Linked DNA regions of Oryctolagus cuniculus: region 2 is linked to region 1. Evidence: chromatin contacts called from public Micro-C data. All regions are on one chromosome and are shown on one strand. Each heading gives the region's core, a stretch centred on a gene start, on an enhancer-like site or on the middle of the called end of the contact. The rest is flanking DNA. Distances are from core to core; before and after follow the strand shown. Region 1 holds the start of DDHD1 (DDHD domain containing 1). Region 2 holds the start of GNPNAT1 (glucosamine-phosphate N-acetyltransferase 1).

The links. A called contact is a pair of places that touch in the nucleus more often than the background predicts.
Region 2: a contact with region 1 is called in a Micro-C map of ear pinna, with 6 times the contacts expected there. The contact joins the promoter of GNPNAT1 here to the promoter of DDHD1 in region 1. A contact is called at or near these places in 2 of 6 Hi-C or Micro-C datasets (ear pinna and an unstated tissue).

Annotation. Positions count from the first base shown.
Region 1 is chr12:23,260,788-23,264,441 of mOryCun1.1, forward strand. DDHD1 (DDHD domain containing 1) reads left to right here and starts at 1,961. Exons shown (of 13, transcript XM_070053651.1): 1 at 1,961-2,906. The coding sequence starts at 2,102.
Region 2 is chr12:23,595,183-23,598,836 of mOryCun1.1, forward strand. GNPNAT1 (glucosamine-phosphate N-acetyltransferase 1) reads left to right here and starts at 1,811. Exons shown (of 6, transcript XM_070053658.1): 1 at 1,811-2,049. LOC108178313 (a long non-coding RNA gene) reads right to left here and starts at 1,743. Exons shown (of 3, transcript XR_007910564.2): 1 at 1,303-1,743.

The sequences.
Region 1 (3,654 bases), core at 711-3,210:
AACCAGACAGCTATATAATTAGGCTACGATCCATCAAGAAACATAAAGGAAAAGAGATACTTTACACGTGACATCCCTTATTTTTAATCCACTTTATGATACTTTTCACGTTGTACTATAACAGAGCTGTGTACTTGTCTGTATCTCCCACTAGGCCATAGGTTCCTGAAGAGGGACCTTGGTCTCTCCCATACTCTTTGGTATTAAAGGTACCTGGGACATAGGAGGTCATCAAAGCACTGTTTAGAACGAGTGCCTCCGTGGAAAGTAAATAGATCGAAGTTTATACCAAATTCCCATCTGCAGGTCGTTAATGGAAACCTGGAGGAGAGACTGGGCGGCAGGGACTCAGCAGCGTGAATGGGAAAGACAGCTCTGATCTTAGATGCTCTGCATCAGAGCTGCAGTGCACCACTGAGCACAAGACCGTCCAGCCACGGACACAAACCGGGGCCAAAAGTCCAGTCCGGGCTTCACTTACCAAGCCACGAACCCCAACATTGCTCTGTATCTGCCCATAGGAAACAGGCCTACTTCCAAATTCCTACAAACTAGATGTGGCCCTGGTTTAAATAATGAGTAAGCTCTGATTACATCCCCAGGGACAAGAAAAATTGCCCTACCCAATCAGCACCACAAAAAGTGGTAAAGGAAAGTGAAGCCTGGGCCCCGTGCTGTGGCCTAGCGGGTAAAGCCACTACCTGCAGTGCCAGCATCCCATATGGGTGCCGGTTCTAGTCCCAGCTGCTCCACTTCCAATCCAGCTCTCTGCTATGGCCTGAGAAAGCAGTAGAAGATGGCCCAAGTCCTTGGGACCCTGCACTCACGTGGGAGACCTGGAAGAAGCTCCTAGCTTCGGATCGGTGCGGCTCTGGCTGTTGCGGCCAATTGGGGAGTAAACCAGCAGATGCAAAACCTCTCTCTGCCTCTCCTTCTCTCTGTGTAACTCTTTCAGATAAATAAATAAATCTTTTTTTTTTTTTTTTTTTGAGTGAAGCCCATCTATTCTTGAGAACACTGAGATAGGAGATTATTTTTCTCTGGATTCTCAATGTAGGGTGATGATGGACTTTTAAAAACTTATTTTTAATGTTTTTAAAAAAATGACCCCAGAAAGTGCGTTATGAAGTCAGAAAATGCCTAAAAGAACTGGAAGAAACCTTAGAGGTCACAGAATTGCGTTGTTGGTAGAGTTCACCTGGTTGAATAATTCTCTTAATTAAGAGATTTGCCAGAGTGCAAAGCTAGGTCCAGACTCGAGCTGTTTTCTGACTTTCAACAATTCTTCCCGCCAGAGCCGGGGTCGTCACCATCGTCAACACCGACGCCCACCCACTGTGTGGGAGAGGCTGAGACATAAAGACCTAGTGTCCATCAAGGGCATTACAATGAGGTCGAGAACACAGGAAACTCATGTACTCAACGATAAGTAATAATAGGAGATGGCATATAAGCAAAGTCCAGACTCCAGCTGCTCGCGGGAGCCGTGACTCCGAGGTGAGTGTAGGCGTGGGGTGGAGTGCCCTCGTGTAGGCTGACCATTCTGGAGCCACCAGAAGCAGGTGGCTGGCTACAAAGTCCAGCTGAGGCCCAAGCCGAGCTCAAGGTCACAGAAGCAATGTCGACAGAATCCACCCGAGGACCCCGTGGGCTCACGACCCTCATTATAAGGACGAGCGAGGGAAAGCCTGAAGCCCACAGGGTGAGGGCGGGGGCGGGGTCTGAGCTGCGGAGGCCCAGGGGCGGCGGGTGACCTCAGCCGACCCCGCATTCTCAGCGTGAGGGGCCCGGAGCGGAGGTGCGGTGCTGGGAGAGGGAGCCGGAGCTTCCGGGGCGGGGCGCGCGGCCAGTGGGGCGGGGCCTGGGCCTCAGGCCCGCCCACGTCAGGCTGCGTGACAAAGGGGCGGGCCGCCGAACGCGGCTGCGGCGGCCGCGCGCCTCGCAGGGGGCGGAGCCGCCGCCGCCGCCGCCCGCCGCCGCGCGCCGCAGCCCTGTTCGGGATTTGAAAGATTAAAAACTCCCGGTGGAGAGGGCGGCGGCGTTGGATGTGTGGCGGAAGCGCTGGGGGCCGCGGCCGGGCCGCCGGCGGCGTCTCCACAGCATGAACTACGCGGGCCGCGGCTCCCCGCGGAGCCCCGAGCATAACGGCCGGGGCGGCAGCGCCTGGGAGCTGGGCTCCGACGCGGGGCCGGCGTTCGGCGGCAGCGTCTGCTGCTTGGAGCACCTGCCCAGCGGGGACCCGGGAGACGGCAGCGTGCCCCTGACCCTGCTGCGCGGGGAGCCCGGGCTGCACTTGCCGCCGAGCGCCGACGACCACGACCCCCACCTGGCGCTGGACCCCTGCCTCAGTGACGAGACCTATGACTTCAGCTCGGCCGAGTCGGGCTCGTCGCTGCGCTACTTCAGCGAGGGCGAGAGCGGCGGCGCCTCATCGCTGCACCCGTCGCCTCCGCCGCCGCCGCTGGGCCCGGCGAACTCGGGGGGCGGCGGGTCCGGGGAGAGGAAGCGCGCGCGGCCCGGCGGCCCTGCCGCCCGGCATCGCTACGAGGTGGTGACGGAGCTGGGCCCGGAGGAGGTGCGCTGGTTCTACAGGGAGGACAAAAAGACCTGGAAGCCATTCATCGGCTACGACTCGCTCCGCATCGAGCTCGCCTTCCGGACCCTGCTGCAAGCCACCGGGGCCGGGCCCCGGGCCAAGGCCCCGGACGGCGACCATGTGTGCGGCCCGGCCTCCAGCTCCGGAGAGGAAGACGACGAGGACCGCGCCTGCGGCGGCTTCTGCCCGCGCGCGGCGAGGCACGAGCCCGCGATGCAGGAGCTGGTGCCCATCGAGCCGGTGTGCGTGCGGGGCGGCCTCTACGAGGTGGACGTGGTCCAAGGAGAGTGCTACCCCGTGTATTGGAACCGTGAGTAGCGGGACCCTGCGGAGGGGTGGGCTGGGGGGCCTGGCCGCCGCGGGGAGCGAGGCGCGGGAGGCCTGGCGAGGGAGACGGCTGGTGATGGGTCGAGGAGCAGGTGGCAGGACCCAGGCCGCCGGGGTGGGGGTGGGGGGTCGGGAGATGAGGATCCCGCTGGTGCGTGTGTGGTGGTGGGCTGGCGGGTAGCGCCTCCTGCGTGCGCTTCCCTGGGGGGCGATGCAGGAACGGATCCCCGGCCCGGAAGGTTGCGTTTCTTGATCCCCACCTGGCGATCTGCTTCGGTCTCGTGGAGCCCGCACTGCCTGGGATTCAGCAGCAGCCGGTGCTCCGGCGTTAGGGAGAGGGCGCCGGTGAGAGGATCTGCGAGAACCTGCAGTGCTGTTGAGGGAAGGGAAGATTGATCCCTGGCGGGAAAGGAAAGGCGATGGGTTTTCGCGCCCCGGGCGTGCGGGAGAGGCGGGCAGCGCCGCGGGAAGCGGTTCTGGCGAGTGGGTTCGTTCGCCCTGGGGAATACTTGATTTGGGCCCCGTTGCATATTTTTGTTTTTGCCTCGACCTCCTCATCTGTAAAATGGGGAGATATGTACCTACCCCAGGGGGTTGTTGTGGAAAGTGAGAAAAATACAACGTGAGGGTTTGCAGCCCTGCCTGGCGCCTGTGTGCGACGTGAGTGTTAACGTTATTCCTCAGACAGCGGTCGCTAGGTTTATAATTCAGAGTAATGAAGAAGGGCAGAA
Region 2 (3,654 bases), core at 561-3,060, 330 kb after region 1:
CAAAGCACCACCTCAGCCATAAGAAAAGGAAAATTATCTGAGTTTCATTTGCCTTAGAAAACAATAATTCCTACCGATATCCCAGCAGTTGTATGAGATCAAAATGAAATAATTTATGACCGTGTTTAGAGAATTAACACTTCAACCTAAGGTATATACCATATTGCATCAAATCTTAGACTCAGCTGTTGTACAGCACACCATCTGTTTCTATGTCACTAAGTGAGAAATAGTACGGCCAACTTAAAAACCAGATTATATACTTTCTAGTCACTTGGACATTTAATACTTAGTAGAAGAGTTCTTTTCGGGGCAGCGCAATGGTGTAGTGGGTAAAGCTGCTGCTTGCAGTGCCAGCATCCTGTATGGGAACCGGTATGAGTTCTGGCTGCTCCGCTTCTGATCCAGCTCCCTGCTAATGTGCCTGGGAAAGCAGTGGAAGATGACCCAAGTCCTTGGCCCCTGAACCCATGTGGGAGACAGGAGGAAGCTCCAGGCTCCTGTCTTCGGATCGGCCCAGCTCCGGCCACTGTGGCCATTTGGGGAGTGAACCAGTGGATGGAAGACCTCTCTCTCTCTGCCTCTGTGTAACTCTGCCTTTCAAATAAATAAAAAAACAAACACACAAAAGAGCTCTTTTATACTTAAGAGAGGGACTGTTGTATCTTAACTCTGTGTAAACCTAAGAGGACAGGATGGATGAAATCAACTGGTTGAAGAATTAACTTCTCTAATGTTCCTGAATCATTTCTCAACTCAACCACTGAAATTTATGATTTTCCATTAAAAACAGCATTATCTGTGCCACGAAGAATACTGGTGTGGCAGCACTTCTTACAAGAATCCCTAAGCAGGGGCAGGCACCGCACTGCTAATGAAGCTGTCGCTTGGGTCACTGCATTCCATAAGCGAGCCTCCAGGATTCCTATGCAGCTCCCTGCTAACGTGGCTGGGAGGGCAGCAGCAGGCCCAAGCACTTGGGTTTCTGCCAGAGAGACCCGGATGGAGTTCCTGGCTCCTGGCATCGGCCTAGCACTTGCCGGCAGTTTGGGGGCACGAACCAACGGAGGTAGGTCTGTCTCTGTCTTTCAAATAAAATAAAAATTACGAATGCCAATACTTGGCGATGTCAATAAACGTAACATTACGGTACCAGGCTGCTGGCCATTTGATTTTGTAAACTACTCACCAACTCTGAACCTCTGTTTCCTATCTGTACAATGGGCACAAACGCCACCCGGGTAGCGGGGCTCGGAGGAAAGTCACATCTGAGCACCATCTCTCAACCTCAGCACTACTGACCTCGAGGCCAGGCCAGGGACGCTGTCCGGGCGCGGCGGGTGCATAGCAGCCCTCAGGCCTCCCTCTGCAGCCCCCTGGGGCGCCCCTCCACGACTGAGCTCCAAAACGCTCAGGACACTGACCAACGCCTCCCGGGACAATCAGCGCCCGAACCCCAGGTCCGTCCAAACGGGACCCGAGGAGCGGAACGCAGCGGCCCCAACTCTGAGTCCCCGACCGCAGACACCGGGACTCGGACACCCGGCGAAGAGGAGCTCCGGGCGGCCGGCAGGAGGCCAAGTCCTACGCAACGGACAGCACCGTGAGGGAAGGGGCCCGCACCGGTCACCGCTTACGCGCTGCAGGGCCAGCTCGCAGCGGCCTGGTCATCGCAGCTGTCGGGAGCGAGCAAGAGACGCCCCGCGAGCGGAGGCTTCTGGGACCCGCGGCCCCGCCCCGGGCGCGGACGCCAGGCCAGGCCCCGCCCCCGGCCGCCCAAGCCCCGCCCCGCGCGCGCCTCGCCCTGGCGGGCGGGGCCTCGGCCTCCGCCTGCGGCCGCCTGCGCGCGGCGCTGCGTGAGGAGGCAGGGGCGGGGTGGAGGCGTTGGCGCTGCCACGTTTAGGCCGCGGGTGCCGGCCGTGGCGCTGGCTGTGGAGGGCGAGGAGGTGGGGCTGGCTCTGAAGCCGGATCCGGATCCGGTACGGTGTACTCCGGCGGGTGAGACTCCGCTGCGCCTGGAGAGGATCGCAGACTCCGGGGCCTCCACGGGTGAGGAGGGGCTGGGGCCGGCGTCCAGTGAGTGGGCCTGGCGCTCCGGGTCATCAAACAGGTGCCCGCTCCCCCGAGCGAGGCCGGCTAGGCCCCCGCCGAGTTCTGTCGGCGCAGCTGGGCGCTCATCTTCGCCACCTGGGTGCACATGGGCGCGGGGAGCGCGGCTCCGAGGAAGTTAAACGGGCGCGCGCGGGGGCAGAGGTTAGGGTGATGCGGGGTCCTGGCAGGGCAGGGGCAGGGGTCTGTCTGCGCGCCCAGGCTTGAGCCGGGTTGGAGGCGGAGGCTCGGCTCCGGATGGGCGCGAACGTCTCGGGCCGCCTTGCCCCTTCTTCCCGGGGCGCGCCCTCGGTGGTCGGGAGCCCCTGGGGACCCCTCGTGCGTCAGCTCTGAGGATCACCTCTGGCACTGCGGACAGAGGGACAGCCTTTGTCTCTCCCTGGGGCTTCTGCCCCTACAAGCACCCACTCGTGATTTCTGTTACAGCAGCTGATGTTTATGTAAGCGGAATAAAGAAATTGAATGGGCCGTTATGGGAATCGGTTCGTCAGGGTAGTCGCTCATGAGCGAATCCTACAATGGATCTCAAGGAATTATTGAGATTTATTTAGGCAGGGCTCGCTTGTAGGGGAGACGGAGCTACCTATCAGGTGAAAACTGTTTGATGATGCAAACATTGGTTAGGCATCTGTCAGCACCGGTGTCGTAGAGGAAAACGGGGATTCTGGTCCTAATCCATTCATTTCCTGTTACCTTGCCTGGAGGTAACACAGGAAATGTGTTACCAACTTCCTCGTGGGGGGACTGGGAACAGTGAATGCTTGGGTTGTAGGGATTAAATAAGCCGTGAAAAAATACCTCAAAATTCGTGCAGTTGCACTATTTAGTGAATGTGGCAAGGCGTGTTAAAATCAGTGGAACAAAATGTTTAGGTTCAGAATGTGGTCAAGTTGTTACAAAATGTATATAGACCAGCCACAAGGTACCCATCCGACTGAGTCCCTTTCACCCTCCATCACCATGTGTTGCTCTAAGGTGTCCCAGGACCTACTGAGCTATAAACAATACGGCAATTTAAACTTGACTTTAGACTGTGTCTTGTGATTTTGTATATGGGCTTTAAAAACTCTCCAAGTATATTACTTGTTGCTTCCAGTAGGTATTTTTTTCTAGCAAAGATTCTCTCCATTTGTATTTCAATCTGATAGAGATTCCTGGAAACCAAATTGCTGGAACTGTATTTAAAAAAATAACTCAGTTGAGTGAAAACCTTTATCAGAGATTACTTGGGCCAGTTTGGGATTCTTATTTCTTCTGGGTTTTCTGAAATGTTGACTTCCAGGTAAGTCAAATCATTAATCAGTCATTCACTAGGCTTTTATTGGCTTAGGGTTAGGCATTTATGGGTCTTGTAAAGTGCACGCCAATTTCAGTTAAACTGAAAAGGCTCTTGAATATTTAAGAAGGGCTGAGTTTTACTTTTTGAAGTTACTCTAAAAACTTTTAAATAAGAACATAATGATAACAAGATGCTGCTCTAAACTATGCTAATTTTTTTAAGTTTCCTACTTTTGCAGGACCGGGATGCACCTAAGAGGCTAAAAT